2 separate regions of the Drosophila melanogaster genome follow, and region 2 is linked to region 1. A link is a contact called in public Hi-C data. All regions are on one chromosome and are shown on one strand. Each heading gives the region's core, a stretch centred on a gene start, on an enhancer-like site or on the middle of the called end of the contact. The rest is flanking DNA. Distances are from core to core; before and after follow the strand shown. Region 1 holds the start of CG15445. Region 2 holds the start of Mnr (Membrane-bound Notch regulator).

Region 1 (5,328 bases), core at 2,553-5,052:
AACACATGTTTGCAACACATTTGCCGCAGGATACTTTAATCCTATGGCACCGTGCCAATTTGTACAAGACAACATTTTACATACTATTCACTCTGCGAGTAACGTGTATAAATAGAAAATTACTATTTTACACATATGTATGTACATACATATAGAAAACCAATTAGTTGACTTATAATATTTAGTCTTGGTGCTACTTGAATAAATAAATAAATTCTTTGCTAAGCAAAGCAAATACTTACAGCAAATCGTGTAAGTTCCGCTCAATTCGTCGACGGGATGAGCTTAGTGAGCGGCGCCCTTTGGCCTCGACAAGGTCACGACTGAACCCAATCAAGCGCCGCCGTCCGAGCCGGGGTCGAGAGTCAAGCGACAAAAAAAAAAACAAACGATAAAAAAAAAATAAGCAATGACCAGAGGCGCTAACAAGTTTCAGGTGGCTCCAAAAGGTGAATTCTCCCGCTGGCTCGGCGCAATCACATTTTGCAGTTGTCAATAGAAGGCATGTACTTATAAATCTCTATATTTTACTATTTGCCTAGTTGGACAAACAGCAGCCGGGAGGGGAGCTGAATGCCACTTAAGTGCCATTATAAGACTACGATTTGCAATATAGACAAGTCATGATTACAGTTATCTTGACAACCGGTTTCGGGTTTCTATATTTTTTTGTATAGATATAAAAAAGGCAAGTCAAATACAAGCTACTGCTGCAGCATATTGAAATACTCAGTCAGGATCTTCTCCTCCTGGATAAGTGGCAAGTCCAGGTATTCCAGGTCGCTCAGTTTGAGGTCGGAGTTAAAGCGCTCGTAGGCCTTGTACGTTTCAATCTCGACGCGAGCATGATTGATAACAGCTTCGATAATGGGCGCTGGCAAAGCAACTTGCGTCTGCCCGGAGGCGTTCGAAGTAGAGGGGCCGTCAAGATTTTGCCCACCATTTTCGGCCAAACGCCCAACGTGCTTTAAAATCGCTTTCAGCTCCTCCTCGCTCTCTATGGCGCACATCAGACTCTCGATGGCCTCTTCCATGTTATTTGATGCATTCTGTAGGGCCACGCGCGAGTCGTTCTCGTTGAATCCCAGTTGCAGAAGCTGAGCCAGTTTGGTCGTGTCTACGGTGACCGGAAACCATGGCGAAGCACCAGTAAGTTCGTCCGATTCTGTCTGCAGCAGTTCCACCTAAGAAAAAAATATTTCTATTATTTTATAGTTTACAAACACGTGACATCCATGAGATTATAGTTAAAACATACTGATCAATTCATGTCATTGAATATATTCTTGGCCACACTTACCGCTTGGAGGATATCATTATTAGAGCGCTGCAAGGCGATAGTGGCCAGTCCGCTCTCGAATCCCATGTCAGCAAGGCTGCAGACACTGCGGGGATTCACCCAGGTGCAATCTTTGGAATTGGAGCGCTTCAGGCGGCGCTCCATAGCACGCTCGGACGCTTTATATTTCATGCGTGCATTCTTGAGCTGCTGACGACGCTCGTGAATAAACTGAACAGCCTGTTCGACGGCGGTGCCGCCCTTGCAGGAGCGCAGGGCCATACGAGCCTCGGAGGGCTCGAAGCCCATATCGACCAGGAGAGCCAGTTGGTCGTTGTTGATCTTTAGTTCATTTAGCAGAGTTTTAGCCGCTTCGAAGCACTCAAATGCCTGATTGCGAAGATTCTGGTGGAAGAAGATCACGCCCTGGAGCAACTTAAGCCGCATAATTAAAGCCCTCTCGGGACAGTCCTTGCCCTTCAAGGAGTACAGCCTCTCCAAATTGTCGCCATAGCTGATGCCGAAATTGCGACTGCAGCGGGCCAAGCGATGCTCAGCATCCGGGAGCTGGGTAACGTTCTTCAGGCAAAAATAGCACCACACTATGTCGAGGTTCAGCAAAGCATAGTTATCCACGGACTCTAGAAACTTTGAGCCACAGGTAGAAAAATGCTCGTCGGCCTCCAAAAGCAGGAGCAGAGCCTCCTCAAAATGCTTGCGATTCATGGCCGCACGGGCCTTCTCACAGAATCCCAAACCCATGAGCAGGGCTTTATGCTCGGAAGGCGGCAAATACACTTGGCTGCCATTCTGATCCTCCATCTGGGCATGACACGAAAATACAAACAAGTGGTGTGATTTAAAAAACCTTCTAAACAACAACCTAAGCAACTTTCCTTCCGATTTACTCACCTCTATTAGGTTATTCTTCGAGGACACCACCGCCTCCACATCGGCCTTGATGCGATTGATCCTTTCGTACAGGGCTTCGCCAGAATTATCCCCATCGCCCACAATGACAATCAACTGCTGGTTGTTCTTCAACTGCTGGTCGGCCAAAGTGGCATTGGCGGACACCACTTTGCCGGCAGCGATGCACTTGACGTGCGCAGCATTCGGCACTTCCAGTTTCTTCGCTATGCATGCCTGGAGTTCGGAGCCCACGATGTCCAAGCTGCACTTCACTTCCACCATTGTGGCACCGCTGTGCTCGCCAACGCGGCGAACCTTCAACGTGGCAATTCCTGTGGTGCTGAACTCACGTCGGGCGGCCAGCGTACGGAGAGCATTTTCCTGCAGCTCGGTCAAAAAGAACTTGCAGCGACCTATATCGATGCCCAACATGCCGGAGTACTTCTGCGCCAGGTTCTTTAATGAAATGGATACACATCTTATTATAGAATAAAATATTATATATTATATTAATCCAAAGCTACTGAGTTCCTGAGTATGAATGCTGGTAATGTGCTATTCTTTTGACTACTATTGGTCTTACTTTATTTTTAAAATCCCTCAACCTCTATTTATTGAAAAATAAATAATAATTCAAGAAAGCAATCACATTTTCACACGCCAACAAATCTATCGGTTTAAAATCTTATTTTTATTCTAGGCGTTATAAATAAGTCGAAGCGAAACAGATCAAAAACCTATATAAGGAAACTAAATAATATCTTTGTCGTTACTCTTGTAATTCAGAATTATTAAAGTATAATAGGAATTTAAAAGATTCGTTTGTGCAATGTCATGTTGTTTTTTTTTTAAGTATTTTTAATTGGACAATAATATCATATGATCAAACTAATCAAACTAAAATAAGTGTTAATAATATGAACTTAGCTGAAGGTGTATATAAGTTACGGCTTGTCGAAACTAGCTTCTTACTTCTTCAAATGTGAAAAGAACTAACAAATAAATATATAATATATATATATATATATATATATAATATATGCATTTTGAATATAATATTTCTATATTGCCAACCGTATTTCAGGCATTCTTGTCATTTCCCCGACCACTGACTGGAAGGCATTTAGGTGTGGGGTGGTGGGCATATAGTACGTACTTCTAGTGCTCCCTCGATGCTACCAAGATCTTCGGAGTAGTAGGGCTCCTCCCACAGCTTCTCGCCATCGGACTGGAGAAGGGCGCGGATCTGGATGAGTAGGTTGTCGTTTTGTGACATTTTCGACGATGACTTGGCAAAAATTGTGGCGAACTGGCTGAAACTGACGCGTCACAAAGGATCGGGCATGCTCTAGATATTTACTATTTACGAGTGATGTGATGTTCTGGTTCTTCTTCTTCCTTGCACATGTGTTTCTACACGAAACAACAAAGAACGATGCGCAGTCGTTGATAATCGCGGGGTTGGGTGCAGTGGAGTAGACTTTAATTTTGGGCGGGTGACAAATAAGAACTATTTACGGAAATTTATTTAATGTGAACTGTGCTGCGTCTTCGTATGGGATAAGCTCTGCCTGGTGGAATCACCGCAATTGGGTCTTTTTTGTCGTTTGACACAACAACTGCAACTCGATAGCTATCGGCTCTTGCAGCACTCGGCCATCTGTCAGCCACAGCGAAACGCTTGCAAAAGCTGACTGACATGAACGTTCTGCCCGTTAATAGTCAAAGTCTTCAAATTTGGTTTTTTATAAAAACGCATTGGCAAACACAGCTGTGCTTGTTGATTTATATTATATTATTTCTATACCATTTAACGCAAGAAACTCATATTTCAGTTTCACCGTCAGTACGGCTGATGCACTTACTACTTAGCAATCAGCTGTTTTGCGGACAATTATCTATCGATAGTCAACTGCCAACTTTAAAGCGGAACTGTTTTGAATTAAAATTCAAAATATTATTATTGTGAAAAATACACCAAATACACGCTTCCACAAGAAGTATTGCTGTTTTAATATGGGCTCGGCAGTAAATACTGCCGCCGTTATAAGTATTAGTGAGCAATTACTTATGATAAATAAGCTTTTGCTTAGAATACCATTTCATAGAACTCAGTTGTCATATATTTCACTTAATTTTTAGAGCACGCTTCACATAGGCAACACAGCTGACGCCTTTAGGAGGACCAACCCCCGACGATCGAGTTGACCTCCTCCCCAATTTCACTCAGTTCCCAGGTGGCAGGGCAGGCTCCGTCGCACCTGTCACATTTCGCTGTTGGTGGTGAGTGTCTTGCGCTCGTGCTCGTTTTACCTGGAAAGTTCAGTTACTCAAACGCGGCGCATGTAAGCGGCGGTCAGAGGTTCTATCCGAGCATACGCAGACCAACTCTCGATCCCATCCGAGCCTCGAGTTCCTTCAGGACGGCATGAAGGTTCGCCACGTGCCGGCGAGCACGACAACGTTATCGTTCAGGGCGAAGCAGCGGGATGTGGGCGGCATCGGCATGCCTTGCGAGCGGGAGCGGAAGCACGAGGCCGCAAAGCGGGAGCGGGAGGAGCAGATTAAGCAGGAGCGGGCCACAGCGGCGTCGGCGACACAGCGGGTGCGCCAGCATAATCGAAGGATCAGCACCGACGGCGATCCCGCCAGGCGGAGAATGACGCAGTCCAGGGAGCGACTCCAAGCAACCGGACTGGGCAGACCAGGACCGTGCGGACCATCAAATATAACTAGAGGTGGGCCTATTATTTTTATAATAATATTAATATTTTTATTATTATTATTATAAGTATTATTATTATTATAACTATTATTATTATTATTATAATAATTATTTTTATTATTAATATTATTATTATAACTATTTTTATTATTATTATTATAACTCTAAGAAACCAGCAATCTTTATACTCCGACGTACACAAATTTGTTCGAAAAATAATCTTTTCAAATTAAAATATTCAGTACAATAAACCTTTACGAACTTAATAGCGATTCATATTCACTGATAATCCCATTTTGTGTTCAGTAACGCGGGGATCATCATTGCCCCCGGAGGTTGGAGCACACGGATACCGCACAGGAAGGCCTACCAGAAAGCACGTACCTATTCCTCAGGATCAGATTGAGGAGCA
Region 2 (5,458 bases), core at 1,525-4,024, 160 kb before region 1:
TCCTGTCTTGGCTAATATATCCGGCCTGGTTTCATCCCCCCGTTGTCGACGGCAAGCCCACTCACTTTGATTTCTTGGCAACGCTTTTTTACACACTCGCACACTCAACAAAAATATAGGCACATTTCAGATGTAAAAAGGGTTATGACAAACGGAATTAGGTCCCAAAACCAAAAAAAATTGTATTTCAAATTAAAAGTATGTATTTATATTATACAATATTGTATTAAAACAAGAGAGAATGCTATAGTCGAGTTCCCCGATATCAGATACTCATTTGTTACTCGTTACTCATCATTTTTCTGGGATATCGATAGATATTGGGGAATAAAATGAGAACACATTTAAAAATTGTTCTAAAGTGTGGGCGTGACCGGTTCGGCGGATTTAGGGCGTTAGAGTGGGGGTGGCAAAAAGTTCTTTGGCAAATCGATAGAAATTTACAAGACTAATATAAATGTAAAAAAATTTCAAAACATTTTCAAAATTGTGGGCGTGACGGTTTTGAGGACGGACATGGATCGACTCGGCTATTGATAATATTAATTATTTAAATTCGTAACTCATTATCATTAAGATTATGTTTTTTTTAATATTTCTACATATTCGCCTATTTAATATAGCAATGGTCAAATCAGGAAATTAAAAAAATTTATGTTTTCAAATTATAAAATCATATAACGTTCAGGGTTGCTTGCAGATTTTATGTTCGGTGTACATTTTTTTTTTCTTTTTGATTTTTTAGGACTCGACGAGCTTTGGCAAATATTTTGGTCATAGCCGAGATTTGCGTGCCTTGCCAATGGGTTTTGTTTGTTCTGCTGTGTCCAGTCATCCGCCCTCCCTGCGCACCCTTCGTCATCCCTCTCGCTCACACTGGAGGGTCTCTCCTCTCGCTCACTCGCCAGCCGAATGTGGGTAATTCGGTCATGAATATGCGAACAATTTCAGCCATTGTCCGAGGAGCATTTTTTGGGTGCGCATATTTGTCGCAAATGGACTACATTACAACATTACAGTTATCTTTGGATATGTGCTAGTGTGTGTGCATGGCACATAATATCTCATAGAGGACATTAAGGGCCCAAAAGTCTAAATAAGAAAAGCCAGAAAAAATCCCATAAAATATGCGTCATTTGGGGTGGAATTTGAAAGGAAAAGATCGGAAATACCTAAACAAATTTAAAAAAGTTTGAAAAAGCCATTTATGCATTAGCATTATTTAATAAACAAGTACATGATTAATTGTTTTTATTAAAATGATAATCATTTATATTAATTATTTCTGTTCAAAACGCACATGTGTTGGAAATTCAGTTTCGCCTTAAATAATTTCCTATAAACTGCACCGCATGACCTTAAATTTTAGGAACAATTGAAGTCCACCCTGGGGCACTTTTATAAATGTTTTGTGTGCATAAACAAACAAACAAAGGCCGCATAACATTAAAATGTAACACAAAAAGCCACAACAACAGCAATAACCACGGCTCATGTTTTGTGTTGTGTGATTAAAATTAAAATAAGCGGCGACATGTTGAACTTGAAAAATTCGTTCTGCCTTGCTTATGACAACAACAACAACTGAAAATACATATATATGTACATACATACATATGTATGTACATAAATGTTACAATAGGAAGAGAAGCGAAATCTGACCGAATCTTAAAGTTCCTTACCAAAAAAGTATTGTTTATTGTGCTGAATAGCCTGGATCGGTATTTATTGTACACAATGTATGCATGTATGTACATACATTTGTATGTACATATATTTAACGTGCCAGCAAACCAAAAGTTAAAAGCTTCTGAAAAAATAAGGGAAACCATATTTATGAATCCCTCATATAGGGTATAAAAAAGATACCGTCAGCAGAGTGATCAAGGGTGGGAGTGAGAGACATCATGAGCGGGAGGGAACCCTAATAGCTTTACTAATGACCGAATAACTCATTTGGATTAGAAAAATCTCTGTCCCATAAACGATTCCCAATTAAAATCATAGCGCTGCCAACTTTCTTTTAACTGGCGTTTCTGCTTTTTCTTCTTTGCCTTCTTTTTCTTTTTACTCCGGTGTGAGTAAGTGCCGTTAGTGGTAAATATGCAGGGTATGCAGGAAGTGATGTGATTCTGAACTTTGATACCAATTAATTTATTTGTTTGGCTTTCAGAATGAATCTATTGAAAATCTAAAGATGGGATAAGTTATAATCTGTTACAACCGCAATATGGTAAGCGAATATTGATTCTGCTACATCAGTTAGGTATGTAAGTTTACTTATTGAAGGAAGTGTAAATTTCAAATCACTGCTGTGTCGTGTGTTTTGGTCAATGCTTATGAAATGTGTATTTTTGAAGTTCTATGTTCCTGTCATACATATGTACATATGTATTTATTTCTTCTGAAATAAACACTACAGTTATTAGGCTGATCGCTATAGTTCTAAATTCATTCTATCAGAGCTATCTGAAGTTACACGGTATTCGAAAGCGTTGCACTTGCCACCAACAAAACAAAAACGCACACACTCGCGCACGTGCGAGCGCGACAAAAAATCAAAACAACAAAATCCACGCTGGTAACATCTGCTTTGGCTTGGCATTGAAATCGCGTTGGTGCAACGGCGAGGGCAGGGTATGGTAGGAGGAAGGCTGAACGGGAGCAAGGGAAAGAGCGAGATGATGCGATGCGGGCACGAAGGCCAAATTGCCGAAGATGCCCGAGTCCCCATGAGCCGTTGAACGTGGAGCCGAACCGGTTTTTGGCGCTACACTGGCGCTGCGTTGGCGCTCAGTGCAAAACGAAGCACTGAAGGTGTCAGTTGGGCTCCCGACGGTTTAATTTTTAGCTCCCACAACGAACGCAGTTCTCAGCGATTTTGACGCAAATTATAAACGTACGTAAGCCGGTGATTTCACGAAACGCGTTTCGAATCAAAAGAAAACAAAAAAAGAAAAACTAACGAAAAAAAAAACTGAAAATAAACCCAAAATACAATTAAAGTGCTAATGATTTGGGATTTTTTCTCACAACTGAAATTTTTTTTTATTGTGTTGTTCTTTTTTTCGTTTTTGTGCCATTAAATCATTTTTTCTGCGAAAAAGTGCTAAAAACAAAGTGAATCCAATCTGTGCCGCCAACGTTGTTGCCATTGTTGTTGTGCTCAATTAAAACATATTTGCATATATAGTTTTTTTCGAGTGTGTGAGATCGTGATCGTGATCGTCATCTCTGCTTTGCCTTTTCTAATTCGTTTCTCTCTCTTGCTAATTAGCAATTCGAATGTTGTTTTTTTTAGCTGATTTTATTGATGGATATCAATTAAAAAAAAAAAAAATTTTGCTAAGCGCTTAAGAATTTCGGAAACGCTTTCAACTCACAGGCTCAGTGTTTAAATTGCCGAATTATGCCATTGAACTTGTTAGGAGAAAAGTTTTTAAATTTTCTTTTTGAAAAATCTAAAATGGTCAAACATATTTTCTTAACGTTCCAAACGCAAAACGTTAGTTAAAGAGGTTTAAAAGACTTGAACGCATTAATGCGAAGACGTCTTCAGTGTATTAATTATACTGGAAAAATCATTTGAATTATTTGTCACTTAATTCTAAACCTAAACTCTGTAATGCAAGAGCCATGCTTTAAATGGGGACATACTAATTGCGATGATCAGTGTTGAGTGTTCCACTTTGTCTAGCAATTTCCTCGGAGGTTCTTCGTGTTTCTTTTGTAGGCCGGGTCGTGTAACGTCATCTAATATACATGGCTAATAATCCCTTTCCCAACGCCTCCGAAAGGGAAGGGGTGATGCCGCCTGAAACCACCCACATATCGCGTCTTGTTCGGCGAACTATAAACATTAAATAACAATAATAAACAGCAACAAGAGCCGGGCAGAAAGTTGAAGCAGTTTGTCTAAGTGGCTTGGGGCTTTGTCAAAGCATATAAAATATAATACAATAGAAAGTAAATGGAAGCCGCAACAACAAAGTAACAAAAACAACAGCAACAACAACGGCGACAACAATGGCAACGAGTACATCGCAGTTGTTGGCTCCAAAACACGCAACAGTCCGTCAGAATAAAGTCAGCCATGCCCACCGTCGTCGTTTTAGACCCCTTTGCATTCCCCGGAATATATGTACATATAGTATGTAGACCCCGCTCCTTCTCCTGCATATACATATGTATGTGTATATTCCCCCCCAGTAATATCGCGTGTTCCGGGGGCCCAGCATGAAGGACCCTCGCCGGGGATCGGGGAACAGCAAAGGGGCTTCAAACAGCGAGGTCTCCAAAGGCTCCCAGTCTCCACTTTACACGGCGGGAAATTCATTAGAGTTCGAGACGTTGCGCGCAGATCGGTTCCTATCCTAAGTGTGAACATTTAATCGGAAATAAGTGCAAATCTTAAATATACTCAGGATGGCAGCCGTTAAGTGCTAATCATGGAGCCAACTCAAAAAATTCAAGTGAAAAATGATTGCTAAGAGCTCGCTGATATTGTCTGCCTTCAAGGCGCGAGTTGCCTTATTTCTCTCAGTGTATACTCAAGTGCTCTCACTTATAAGCCTATACCACACAGAGTCCAATTTTTTCTATAACAAAATTTTCTATATTTTTTTCTACATATATTTTTGTGTTTTATTCTTTATGTTACTATTTTCGCCACTGCCACCGCTGTGCAACGCTCCTCTTCCCGTTCCCGTTCTGGATCCCATACTCGGGCCCGTGCTCCAACTCGCAACCGGAGAGTAGGTCAGGTCAGTATGTGTTACCATTTGGTCATAGGGGGCCTGACTGCCCCCCGCGTCTGCGGCAGGCTTATTAATTTACTGCGACTTTTGTTTCGCTGCAAAGTCTTGTGCTTTCCGACAAATCAATCAGGAAAACTTTAGGAAAACTGACTGAAATGCGGCAGGGAAAACATTTTTGACATTAGCTTGGAATAACGTGTTTGCAAGAGCTTTTATTGGACATATTAAGCAATCTATCGGATTGCAGAGCTATGTTTTTTTTTTTTTGGAATTTTTTCAACGAAAATAGAGTAAAGCATCGTGAAAAAGTATGTATATATTAAATGTATCTGAATATTCAACACAATCACTATTATTTTTCCATTTTATTTCCATTCAGTATTTAAAACTTGATAAAGCTGGTGCCCAATTTTATATGAAAGTTATTTTTCCTATTTGTCAAAACAACAAAACAATTTATGTTTATGGCAAACACCTCTTGAAACTATCCGTCGAATAAGTAGTAAATCTACAGCTCATACAACCAATTTAGCAATTAGGCCATCTATCAAAGTCAAGTCTATAATCACAAACATCGGAAGACGGGGCCGGATTCAATTAGGCTTCTACTATCGATCAAAATCAATTAAATGCCTCTATATTGAAGTTGAAAAATGGCAAAAAATTATATCGCTATTATGCTAAACCAGTCGCAAAGTTTG

The links. A called contact is a pair of places that touch in the nucleus more often than the background predicts.
Region 2: a Hi-C map of the Kc167 cell line shows a contact between it and region 1, with 2.0 times the contacts expected there. The contact joins the promoter of Mnr here to the promoter of CG15445 in region 1. A contact is called at or near these places in 6 of 107 Hi-C or Micro-C datasets (the D17-c3 cell line, the Kc167 cell line, the S2 cell line and 2 more) and 4 of 6 datasets of contacts at active chromatin or transcription factors (the Kc167 cell line and the S2 cell line).

The regions. Positions count from the first base shown.
Region 1 is chrX:21,115,635-21,120,962 of dm6, reverse strand. CG15445 reads right to left here and starts at 3,802. Exons shown (of 5, transcript NM_134592.4): 1 at 3,559-3,802; 2 at 3,348-3,500; 3 at 2,192-2,647; 4 at 1,301-2,101; 5 at 519-1,184. The coding sequence starts at 3,467. The coding sequence ends at 705. unc (uncoordinated) reads left to right here and starts at 4,049. Exons shown (of 7, transcript NM_001298583.1): 1 at 4,049-4,247; 2 at 4,334-4,929; 3 at 5,223-5,328. The coding sequence starts at 4,620. It also overlaps asRNA:CR44374.
Region 2 is chrX:21,278,487-21,283,944 of dm6, reverse strand. Mnr (Membrane-bound Notch regulator) reads left to right here and starts at 2,774. Exons shown (of 6, transcript NM_167735.2): 1 at 2,774-2,899; 2 at 4,759-4,763.